Regions from separate parts of the Mus musculus genome. Here region 2 is linked to region 1. A link is a contact called in public HiChIP or PLAC-seq data. All regions are on one chromosome and are shown on one strand. Each heading gives the region's core, a stretch centred on a gene start, on an enhancer-like site or on the middle of the called end of the contact. The rest is flanking DNA. Distances are from core to core; before and after follow the strand shown.

Region 1 (6,284 bases), core at 1,189-3,688:
CTTTATTTCCTCAATAGTTGGTTTTCCTTTTCTTATTCCTTAAATGAAGGTCAAAAAAGTTGTGAAGACAATGACAACTCGGACAGTACAGCCTGTCCCCATGGGGCCAGACGGGCTGCCCGTGGACGCCTCAGCAGTCTCCAATAACTATATCCAGACCTTGGGCCGTGATTTTCGCAAGAATGGCAATGGGGGCCCTGGTCCCTATGTGGGGCAAGCGGGCACTGCCACTCTTCCTAGGAACTTCCACTATCCTCCAGATGGGTATGGCCGACACTATGAAGATGGTTATCCAGGTGGCAGTGACAACTACGGCAGTCTGTCCCGGGTGACCCGAATTGAGGAGCGGTATAGGCCCAGCATGGAAGGCTACCGGGCACCCAGTAGACAAGATGTCTATGGGCCCCAGCCCCAGGTTCGAGTAGGTGGAAGCAGTGTGGACCTGCATCGTTTTCATCCTGAGCCTTACGGGCTAGAGGATGACCAGCGCAGCATGGGCTATGATGACCTCGATTACGGCATGATGTCTGATTATGGTACTGCCCGTCGGACAGGAACACCCTCTGACCCTCGACGACGCCTCAGGTGGGCAGGAGTGGGGGAAGAGGTAGCTTTAGGGACTCCTAGAGGTCACTAAGCACCTGTCTGCTCTGAGGGCTCTTCCTCCTAGAGCTGATCTTTGCTGGCTGAAGATGCCATGCTGACTGTTTGGATGCGTAGTTGCCATGGAGGAAGATTTTACAATGGGATTGATTGGTCCTCACTCCCTTTCTTTCTTCCTTCCCTTTCTTTATTCTTGTTATTGTTGAGACAGGGTATCACTATTTAGCTCTGGCTGGTAGACCTTTTTTAAAGGACCCATTTTAGGCTTTGTGTGCTGTTCATTAGTGCCTTTGTCATGTCTCTTGTCGGGATTTCATATTTTTAAAAGGTTATTTTAAAAACTCTTACTTATGGGTGTGCACAAAAAAACATGTTTGGTCTTGGGCTGCAAACATTACTTTAAAATCAGGGTCTATATTTTCCAAGTTAAGAAATAAAGGAAGGCTTATAGTTATCTTGATAGTGAGGGTGCCCTGGCAGCTGTTCTCAGTCTTTGTAAGTAGGTTCATGACCTTCCAAAGCAAAGGTCTTGGCACTTTCCAAATGTATATTAGGTGGTATTGGCTAACCATAAACTGAATTAGTCTGGGACAGGAGTAGAGGCCCTATTATCTAAGCCTGAGTCACTGACACTCTTCAGATGGCGTGGTTAGCAAATTCAACTCCCATGTGACTCACCTTTTATTCCTAAAGGGGCACCAGATCTTAGCTGGTGTAAGCTAGCTAGGGTAGATAGATAGCAGCTATCATTAGAAGAGTCTGCCCAAGGAGTGGGGCTGAAGTCTGCTTGCTCTGACTTCCTCAATAGCCAAGAGAGATTAGACACAGGTGGGTGTGGATGACCAGACTGTTCCCTGCTGTCCTTTGAAGTGCCAGTCACATAGAGCGGGTTTGGGGCTTGGTTCTTGGGTTTATTCCAGGGTGACATTGAGTTTGGAATCCTGCTTGACTAGCAAGATTCTTGACTAGAAGAATTCTGCTTCCTGTTTCGGCCTTCAAGAATAGTGCAAGGTCAAACTTTCATAGCAAGGCAGTGATTAGTGGCAAAAGCACTGAACTTGAAAACCCTGGTTTTAGTTTGCCTCTGCCATTATCTATAGAGCCTTAAGCAAGTTATTGGGTCATTTGTGCAGTTTTGTTATTTGTGAAAGAATCTTGATCTACTGCCTATGAAAGAAGGAAGTATAAAGATAGACTTCCTTGAGTGACTGAAACAAAATCTGGCAGTGGCAATTATTTTTATAGTTGCTTGTCTTAAACAAGAAAAGTAAAATATGCTCAGCATACAGCCTAAAACACCATTCTCTCATGGACAGTTTGGTGTTTCTTGGGGTTTTCTTGAAAACATGTATCCTGTTTTCTCATTAAAAGGAAATATTTTTTCATATAGTGTTTAGCAATCTGCTTTTAAAACAAAACAACTTACTTTATTTTGTTTAAATGACATTTTAAGTTTAAAGGTGCCTTTACTATCAACCCCCTACTTCCCTTGGTTTTTCAAGACCAGGGCTGTCCTGGAGCTTTCTCTGTAGACCAGGCTGGCCTTGAACTCATAGAGATTTGCCCTGCCTTTGTCTCCCAACTACTGAGATTAAAGCCATGTGCCACTACTGCCAAGTCTATTTATTTTTTAATGAAATGATTTGTTCTACTGAGTTTTTTATTGTTTAATGATCAGTGTTGATACCTGTTAGGTAGGCTAATTTTCAATGTTTGGTGACTGTGGGAGTGGTTTTATGGAACAAGCAAGTCTTATTTGGAGAGTCCTACACAATAGAGTCCCCTATCCCAGTGGGAGCCCGGGGGGGGGGGGGGGGGGTTGGGTTGGTGGTGAGTGAGGTGAGCTCATAGATAATAGGGTTCTTCCTTTGTACTTATAAATAACAGTGTGACAGGCTCACCCTCTAGTGGGTATTGATGGTACTGAAACAGGAAGTGTTGCTTCTCATCTGACATCTTTCAGTTTCTTCTTCTGATCCAAGAGCTGGGACATTCCAATATATGTTGGTGTATAGGTGCCATTTGGCAGACATGGAAATGTAGAAGTTGAAGGATGGAACTCTTCTTGGAACATACCTGTCTGACTGAATAGCACGTGAGGCCCTGGGATGAACTGTGACAGCTAGTGTTCAAGTTTATGCCTCAGTAGTACTAAAGCTAACTCCTCAACAATATAGCCAGAAGTCCTCTGTTTTTCTTGATCAGTGCCTCTTCAATTTCCAAAATAGGGCGAGCTTAATAGTTTTGTTCCACTAGCTCTTTCCTGTGTGCGGATTCCTTGTGTGTTCTCTTTGTGATGAACGTTCCACATACTTGTCTTTCTCAATCAGCAAACTTCACAGGTTACTTTTTAAAATTTATTTATTTATTTATTTATTCATTCATTCATTCATTCATTCATTCATTGGTTTTTTGAGACAGGGTTTCTCTGTGTAGCCCTGGCTATCCTGGAACTCACTTTTTAGCCCAGGCTGGCCTCGAACTCAGAAATCCGCCTGCCTCTGCCTCCCAAGTGCTGGGATTAAAGGCGTGCGCCACCACACCCGGCCACAGGTTACTTTTAAGTTATTAAAATTGGACCCAGGGAGAGAGTTCAGTTGGTGAAATGCTTTTTGCACAACATGAGGACCAGGATTTGAGCTCCAGTACCTACATAACAAGCTAAGCTCTGTGGTGGCAGAGATAAGAGGATCCTTGGGTCCTGCAGGACAGTCAGACTAGTTTATCAGCAAGCTTCAGATTTGGGAAGAAACTCTGTCTCAAAAAAAAATAATAATAATAATGTCGAGGGACATTGAGAGTACTTGCACTTGCTCACAAAATTATTAAAAATTGACCATACAGAGGAGACACATGATCTCTGTAGAGCTGTGATCCTACCTTGAAGATGATTGGTAATAGGAATGTCTATGAAGCCAGATTTAACTGCTTGGTTCTTTGTTCTTTCAAAATTGCAGGAGCTATGAAGACATGATTGGTGAAGAGGTGCCGCCTGATCAGTACTATTGGGCTCCTTTAGCTCAGCATGAGCGGGGCAGTTTAGCAAGCTTGGATAGTTTGCGAAAGGGAATGCCCCCACCTTCAAACTGGAGACAGCCTGAGCTGCCAGAGGTGATTGCCATGTTAGGCTTCCGCTTGGATGCTGTTAAGTCCAATGCAGCTGCATACCTGCAGCACTTATGCTACCGCAATGACAAGGTGAAGACTGACGTGCGGAAGCTCAAGGGTATCCCGATATTGGTAGGATTGTTAGACCATCCCAAAAAGGAAGTGCACCTCGGAGCCTGTGGAGCTCTCAAGAATATCTCTTTTGGACGTGACCAAGATAACAAGATCGCCATAAAAAACTGTGATGGTGTTCCTGCTCTGGTCCGATTGCTCCGAAAGGCTCGTGATATGGACCTGACTGAAGTGATTACTGGTGAGTGCCAGGTTAGAGGTCACTGTTAATCTATAGACAGGTATGGATCTAGAACTTTCTAGACTCTTAACTTTTAATTAATTTATTGAATAATTAATTCTTTTTGAGTCAGGGTCTCACTGTGTAGCTCTGGCTGGCCTAGAACTCACTATGTTGAGCAGGTTGGACTTGAACTTGAAGTAATCTACCTGCTTCGGCCTCCCAAATTCTGTGATAAAAAGCATACACTACCATGCCTGGCCAATCCATTATCTTTTGATTATAGGTTCCGAGGTAGTGAGTAGCCTTGGGTCAAATCTGCTTTACAGATTTGATTGGATGACACATGACACACGCAATATTCTCCAACACATTGTGCATACCTGCATGTTTTCTTGTTTTTTTGAGGTAAAGTCTTTCTCTATGTAGGCAAGTTCTAGAACTCACTATGTAGCTTAGGCTGTCTTCTCACAGAGATCCACTTGCCTCTGCCTCCTGAGCTCTAGGATTAACGAGTGGGCCACCATTTCTGGTGCAGTCTGTTATTTTTGACCAACTATAGTAGTAGAGAAACTTGTTTTCCAAAGACACAAGCTGGAGAGCAATTGCCATTTATCCACAACCTTATAATCTGTTTTAAATGTGTACCTTTCTTGACTCAAGCAGCCTGTTCCATTTAGAAATTTGAGTTTATGGCCATTTATTTGGAATAATTTTCCAGATTATACAAGGTGATCCGTTTTGTGGGGGTATAATCACCATTCCAGAAAGAAAAAGAAATATTGGTTCTTAATTGGCAGGATATTTTTGCCCCAAGAGGACATCTCCATTGCTGCAGTTGCTTTTGGTTGTCATAACTTGAGGTTAGGTAGAGCATGTTCTTGGCATCCAATGAGTAAAGGCTAGGGCCTGATTAACGGGCAAGCATCCAACAATAGACAGGACAACTTCCCACAGCAAAGAATTATGTGGTCCAAAGTGACTGTGTTGCTGAGCTAAAGAAACTGGTGTAGATTGTTTTGTAAAGCTATTTGTGCCTATATTAAACTATACTATAAAATACATATTACCATGGGCCAGAAGCCTGACTAATACTACATGGAGTCCTAGACTCTGTAATGGGTAAATCTGTGGTCATTGACGAAGAAGGAATAGAATAGGGCTGCCTCTGATATTCTGCAGACATACTGTCTTGGGTGCTAAAGAGCTCTCTGAATTGTCCCTGTCAGGAACCCTGTGGAATCTCTCATCCCATGATTCAATCAAAATGGAGATTGTGGACCATGCGCTACATGCCTTGACAGATGAAGTTATCATTCCACATTCTGGTTGGGAGAGAGAACCTAATGAAGACTGTAAGCCACGGCATATTGAATGGGAGTCAGTGCTTACCAACACTGCTGGCTGCCTTCGGTAAGTGGAGGTTTTCAAGACTATAAAGATTCAATTTTTGCTGGAGTTGGTAGTGCTGGCCTATAAACCTGTCAGACCCTGTCTCAACAAGGGATGTGGTTTGGCTGCAGATAGAATGGAACTCGTTGCTAAGGTGCTTCCCTGGGTGCAGTCTCCAGTCCCATACATATATGCATGCACCCCAGTTGGACACTTTTTCTTTTTTTTTTTAAATTAGAAGTTGAGTTTCTGTTTGTTTGTTTGCTTGCCTGCTTCTTTTAATTATGATTATTTTGTGGTACTGAGGACCAAATTCAAGACATTGCATGTTCTAGGCAACCTTTACTCTACCTTGTGTGTACTCGACCTCAGCCTACCTGCCTTTGCTTCTTTCTTGTGTGTACCATGTTTATCGGCTTGTGTGTTTATTCCCTCTTCCTGTTCACTTTTTATTCCTCTTTGATTTTGTTCATCTAATTAGGTAAACGCCTTTTTAGAGCCTCCCACATACAAGCTTCTTACCTAGTTGTGGATTTTTGTGTCTTGGTTCCTGTCATGGTCATCTGTATTTCAAATTAAACACCTTTGTCATTGTCTGTATTTATTTGTGCTGCTATATAACAAATGACTTCTGGCTAGATTTACTGATGTTGGTTCTGCCCTCCCCACAAACCCATTTTTTTTTTTTTTTTTTTTTTGTGGTGCTGGGTATTAAACCCATTGCCTTGTATAATCTTGGGTAAACTATCTGCCACTTAGCCTGAAAGAGGGTGTCAGATCCTCTGGAGCTACAACCTTTGTGTGGGTGCTGAGGGTTGAACCCAAGTCCTTAGAAGAGCATCCAGTGCTAGTGCTCTTGACGCTGCCTGCCTGTTCCAGTTCCTGGTAT
Region 2 (6,284 bases), core at 1,597-4,096, 210 kb before region 1:
ACACAGACTCGCCTTTGGACAGCTCTGCCTCCTTGTAGTGGGGAGGCACGCACTTCCGGTGGCAGGCACTGGTCATTCTGGGATTAGAGAAGAACAAGGTTGTATCAGTGACTTCCTGGAGCATCCCAGGCACCTTCAACAAGCCCAACCCTGCTGCATTGATTCTTGCCTCGTTCCCTCCGTCAAGAAAACAGCGGGAACCCCCAGTTTTCACTTCAACCACCTTGGAACGCTTTTCCAACTAAGACTCTTCTTTGAGTCATGTACAAGACTAGTTAAAGAGGAAGCACTTGCTGAACACCGGCTGTGTGCCAGGCGTCACGCTAAGGGCTAATACAGGTTCTGTCATGCAACCCTCACAGTAACCCACTGGGGCAGGCACAATCACTATCCCCACTTTACAGACGAGGAAATTAAGACACAGCTCAGTAAGAGCTGAGGGTCACACAAAGCTAGGTAGTCTGACTGCGCAGTCTGTATTTTAAAAACCATTCCAATTTGTAGTCTCCAAGACAAACCTACCGAGAGCTGCTGTCGAAAACCAGCAGATACCTGCTGGTTCCTGTATGATGTGCTAATGCTAGAGGCTTTCAGTTTAATATTGCAATGTCTTTATGGAGGGAGCAGTGCTTCTTAGGTCAGTTTTACTGATGAGTAACCAGTTATGACATTCAGCCTAAAGACACTCAGCTGCTGATGGTGCAGCAAGATGTTTCCAAACGGCTACAAGCAGTAGTTTGAAGTCAGGCTGAAGTTCTGGTCCTGACATTGCTACTGACCAGCTACAGCCCCTGAGATTATTAAACCCCTTGACACCTCAATTCCCCTGTGTTAAAATAGTACTAATAAAATTAACCCACTGATTTTCTTTCTTTCTTCCCTTTCTTTCTTTTGAGACTGGTCTCATCTATCCCAGGCTGGTTTTGAACCCACTATATAGCCAAGAATGATCCTGAACTATTTAGTCTCTGGCCTCTAACTGCTGAAATTATAGGCACCATGTCAAGATCAAACCAAGGGCATCCTGCATTCTAGACAAAAATCCTACGTTATTATATCCCCTTCTCCCTTTGAATTATTTTTAACTATTTACAAAACTGATAATGGGGGCCTGGAAAGTGGTTAAGAGAACTGACTGCTCTTGCAGAGGACCTAGGTTAGGTTCCCAGCACCCACACGGTAGCCCACAACTATCTTTGACTCCAGTTCCTGGAGATATGATGCCCTCTACTGGCCTCTGCGGGCATGCAAGCAAAACATCCATACACAGAAAACAAGTAAACAAACAAATAAATAAATTTAAAGTGATAATATATATAAAATGCTTTGCAAATGCCTAACACAGAGTTAAAGTATAATTTAGGCCGAGTGTGCACACCTTTAATCCCAGCACCCAAGAGAATGAGACAGGTGGATCTCTGAGAGTGAGGCCAGCCTGGTCTATACAGATTAAGCTGACAACCAAGGCAACACAGAGAAGCCCCATCGTGAAAAACAAGAACAAAACAACATCCACTCCATCCCCCCCAAAAAGGAAGAAAAACATTAATAAATATTAGCAACTAAATACTATTCATTACTAAATGGCTGTTCAGAAGGCTTAGGCGGCAAAGGCACTTGCTGCCAAACCAGAAGATTTGAGTTCAATCCAAGATGAGATCCTATTAAGCTGCCCTCTGACCTCCACATGTGTGGCGCTATGGCATGCATGTTGGCATTCATAAACAAACACAAAATACATAAACTACATAAACAAGGGTAAATGGGCTATCTAAGGAGAAAGAAAGATGGAAACGAGGAGAGAAGAGAAGAGAAGAGAAGAGAAGAGAAGAGAAGAGAAGAGAAGAGAAGAGAAGAGAAGAGAAGAGAAGAGAAGAGAAAGTGCTTATATGTTCTTGATACTCAGCAGAGCCTGGGCAGGAGATTCTCCATCATACACCCCTTTTATTCCCTCCAAATAGCCAACCAAGTCCTTCCAGTGACCTGTATTTACTTCAGCGAAGCACGCGGTGAGGGTGGGGCGGGATTAGGAGGGCGGGACTTGGCTCCACTACCTTATCGAAAGCATTCGTTACAAGTGCTTCACTCTGTCGGGCTAGGGGTGACTAGGGCGAGTTTTCCTAGACAAGGTGAAGCCGAGTGCTTCTCTTTACCTGTTGTACATGTCAGCCATCATCTCCACCTCCAGCTCCGCAGCCAGCTGCTGGGCTCTGAGCGGATCCATGTCAACTTAGCACCGTGGAGAGAATAGCCTCCTGGTCTTTAGTCCTAGGAGCGGACATGATCAGTCAGCATCGATCCCTCCCGGTTCACCCTAGTACCACCCCCCCGGGGGGGCTGGAGGGCGCGAGGAATTACAGTGTTTCAGACCAGCGGGGACCAATACCCCGCTCAGTAAACGTAATCAGCCCTCTTAACAGAAGTGGAGATGAGGCCCTTAAAGAGGACAGTGTCCAGCTCAAGGTCACTCGCGATGTCATGGGGCTCGGGGATGGAAACCGAGCCCTCTTAGTACCTCGAGATCACTCCTAGAGCCAGAGGATTGACAGTTGGGACGGAACACACAAAACCGTGGGTCTGAACCCATGCAGCCCCGAGAATGTGACCCTAACCACAGCCTAGGTTCCCGGGGTGGGTCTAAAGGCTGAGCCTCTGTCACGGCAATGGCATAATCAGGAATCAGGGTTACCCTGGGTATCAGACACCACGGCCCACTCACCACGGCCTGGGGCAGGTCACAGCTCCCGCAACGTCCCCAACTTCGGGTCAATAGTAAAAAGTTACCGGGTACCAAGGCAGGCGAAATAAGAAGCACGTGGGTCACTTCCGGAAGGAAGTCTAGCCTCTTCTTTGATCCGGAAGAAAACGCCGACCAGGCTGCGCTGGGAAACCGGCTACCATAGAGAAACCGACCTTAATTTGCTAGAGTGGACTCCAAAGTACCATAGAATGCTGAGTGAGTGGCAGAGCGCCGGCAGCCTTGTTAGCATTCCATCCCTCCGGTTGTCCGGGAGACGCCTGAGCGTTTGCAGTGTGGAAGAAGCTTGGCTCCCTGAACCCACCATGGAGAGCCCACGCCAGAGCGCAGACGGATCTTATGTGAAGAAAGGAGAACGTTTCCCAAAGGAGCCTGTCAATTTTGCATGTTAAAACACCTGGAGCACTTTAAAAAAAAAAAAAAAAAAAAAAAAAAAACACCTCAGCGCCCAGACGTTACCTCATACCCCTGAAATCAGAATCCCGGGGAGCAGTGTGCAACATTAACTAGTGGAGTTGCAGAGAAGATACACGATCGCTGCTCGCAGAAAAAAAGAAACATGTATAGAGATTGTCTTTATTTGCTTTTGAGGCAGGGTCCCATGGAACCTAGGCTGCTCTCTAATTTGCGGTGTAGCCGAAGATGACCTAGAACTTACGAACCTGCCTCCACCTCACTAGTGCTTCGGCTACAGATAAGCGCCATTATGCCTGACTTTTGCAATGTTGGGATGAAAACAGGACCACATGCTTAGGCAAGCACTCTATCAACTGCCCCAGTGCTGCAACATGTTTTACTGCACTTCTTTATTATAGCCCTACACATGCACAATAAATAAAGTAAGTAAATAAATAAATGTAATAATAAAAAGCATTGGGTTTATCCCTTTAAAATTTTATTAGGGCAAATTCACAACACAGAACACAGTCTAATGAACGTCATTGAATCTATCCCCAAGATTTAATAATTCTTACTATTTAGTCACATTTTCTTGATCTATTATCTTTAGCAGATGAAGTCTTTTTCCCAAAGTGCTATTTTCACATTCTCAGCTAATAGTGATGTTTTTTTCATCTCTCTTCCACAGTGCTGAAGGTTGAATCCAGGGTCTCATGCAAACCCTCCACAACTGAACTACACAGGTCATTTGATATACTATTTTTAAATTTAAATTTATTTATAAGAACATGTGTCCTTGGGCTGGAGAGATGGCTCAGTGGCTAAGAGTACTGACTGCTGTTCCAGAGGTCTTGAGTTCAATTCCCAGCAACCACAAGGTGACTCACAACCATCTGTAATGGAATCCAGTGCCTCTTCTGGTGTGTCAGAGCTACAGTGTACTCATAGATACAGAAAATAAATATATTGAAGAAGGAGGAGGAGGAGCCCATGGTAGGATCAAAGGAGGTCAAAGGACAACTGATTCTCGCAGCAACCAGAGTGATGTAAAAAACAAACAAACAAACAAACAAACAAAAAAAAACCCTACAACTGGATCATGTCACTCACCCCCTAGATGCTGCAGTAGTTTCTCATCATGGAGAAAGCCAAAGTCTTCTCAATAGCTTATAAGACCCTGCACTGCTTCTCTCCATGATGTGATCCATCCCCTGAGAAGAGCAAACTATAGGACAAATGGCTTACCTTGGCTTTTGGTTCACTCTATTCCACTGCGTCAAGGAAGGCATTGTGGCAGGAATGGGAGGCAACTGGTCATAGCATGTCCATAGCCAAGACACACAGAAGAATGCTAGTACTCAGCTCACTTTGGCCTCTTTATTCAGTCAGCTAGCCCAGTCCATGGCACATTGCTAGATACATATAGGGTGGGACTTCCTACCTCTGTTAACCCAATATAGAATTATCTCATGGACTTGCCTAGAGGTTTATCTTCTAAGTGGTTCTAGATCCTGTAATTAGATAATCAATGTGAGCCAGGACAAATTCCACATGATTCACCAACCCTATTTTCTTACTTTTACTTCCAACTACTCTCCTGCTGCAGTGCTTTGCCGGGCCATGCTGATACCCTCTCTATCAAATGCATCAAGCATACTCCCTTCTTCCTAGTTACTGTTCTCTGCCGGGGATGCAGGTGCTCCTCGCTGGCACAAGTTTACATCCCAAACTTGAGGTCTTTGTTCCTATATCACTTGCCGTATCTACAAGTATATTCTCCTCCCTACAAAACAAGCAAAAATAAAGACAAAGTCCTATTGCTTGCACCACTTCACCTTATTTTATAGAGCCTGTCACATCTAATGTAGTGCATATTTTACTTGTTGATGAGATGACTAACTCATCACACTCAAATGATCTCTGTTGGCCTGTTTTCTCTTGTGTTCAGTGTCATTGTCTCCAGCACCTACTTGGTGTTCACTGACTTCTGCATCAGGGAATGAAGGGATTATCTAAGAGAAGTTTTGATGACTGATGCCACCATCTTCTAGAATGTTGTTTTAATTATCTATCTTATCTATTAAAGGAAAAAAATCATCAAGGCAGAGACACATGGGAGAACTCATCGACTCACCTGTCTTTGGCAGATAATATTTTTAAGGTTTCTTTATCTCATGTATATATAAGTACACTGGAGTCGTCTTCAGACACACCAGAAGAGGACATTAGATTTCATTACAGATGGTTGTGAGTCACCATGTGGTTGCTGGGAATTGAACTCAGGACCTATGGAAGAGCAGACAGTGCTCTTAACCTCCAAGACATCTCTCCAGCCCTGACAGACAATTTCTAATGAACAGAGGAGATGTACCAGGTACAGATGTTACACTGATTTGAACATCAGTCGCCAAAACTGGCTTCACAGAATAATCTCACATTTATATCATCCCAGGCACTGACCCCAACTCTTTTTTTCCCTGCTTTTCTTGATTAACTGTTTTATTCAATATGTATTGATCAAGAACATAATATGACCCAGACAAAGCTTGGGGTCTATATCTGTGAGCATAAAAAAAAGATTTCCTGTCCTGAGAGAGAGAGAGAGAGAGAGAGAGAGAGAGAGAGAGAGAATGCAATTTTACAGTGATTTTTATTTATTTATTTATTTACTTACTTACTTATTTCTATTTTGTGTGTATAAGTGTTTTGCCTGCATGTATGTGGTTTATGACACATGTGCCCTTGGAGATCCGATAAGGGCATAAGATCCCCTGGAACTGCAGTTCCAGATGGCTGTGAGCCATTATGTGAGTGTTGGGAACTGGGAATTCCGTAAAGACAGTAAGTGCCATGCTCTTCACCACTGAACCATCTCTCCAACCCCAAGAATGCAATGTGTTGTTGTTGCTTTTCAAGACAGGGTTTCTCTGTGTAGCCCTGACTGTCCTAGAACTTGATTTGTAGACCAGGGTGGCCTTGAACTCACAAAAAATCCACCTGCAACTGTATCTCAAGTTCTGGGATTAAAGGCACGTGCCACCACTACCCAACATCAAGAGTGCAATTTTTGATTCCACAGTACATGTTACACAGTGCATAAGCAGGCAGAATTGATGGAGAGAGCTTA

The links. HiChIP or PLAC-seq counts read pairs in DNA pulled down with a chosen protein or histone mark.
Region 2: a contact with region 1 is called in an H3K4me3 HiChIP or PLAC-seq map of bone marrow-derived macrophages, with 2.5 times the contacts expected there. The contact joins the promoter of Timm10 here to the enhancer-like site in region 1. A contact is called at or near these places in 4 of 39 promoter capture datasets (3T3-L1-derived adipocytes, the C10 cell line, cranial neural crest and 1 more), 4 of 484 Hi-C or Micro-C datasets (brain, cerebellar granule neurons, liver and 1 more), 3 of 115 datasets of contacts at active chromatin or transcription factors (bone marrow-derived macrophages, embryonic stem cells and microglia) and 2 of 9 other capture datasets (liver and pancreatic islet).

The regions. Positions count from the first base shown.
Region 1 is chr2:84,614,220-84,620,503 of GRCm38.p6, reverse strand. Ctnnd1 (catenin (cadherin associated protein), delta 1) reads left to right here. Exons shown (of 19, transcript NM_001085450.1): 5 at 50-585; 6 at 3,561-4,024; 7 at 5,233-5,416. Among named protein-coding and RNA genes, the nearest start is that of Ctnnd1, 33 kb to the left of the region's middle. Within about 2 kb of position 2,438, at least 89 of the 459 cell types and tissues checked have an H3K27ac peak or open chromatin away from gene starts, as enhancers often do. A contact at or near this core is called in bone marrow-derived macrophages, microglia and regulatory T cells, where this site is marked.
Region 2 is chr2:84,823,583-84,829,866 of GRCm38.p6, reverse strand. It overlaps Timm10 (translocase of inner mitochondrial membrane 10), which reads right to left and starts at 2,846. Exons shown (of 3, transcript NM_013899.2): 1 at 2,720-2,846; 2 at 2,154-2,268; 3 at 1-77. The coding sequence starts at 2,224. It also overlaps a transcript of Smtnl1 not described here.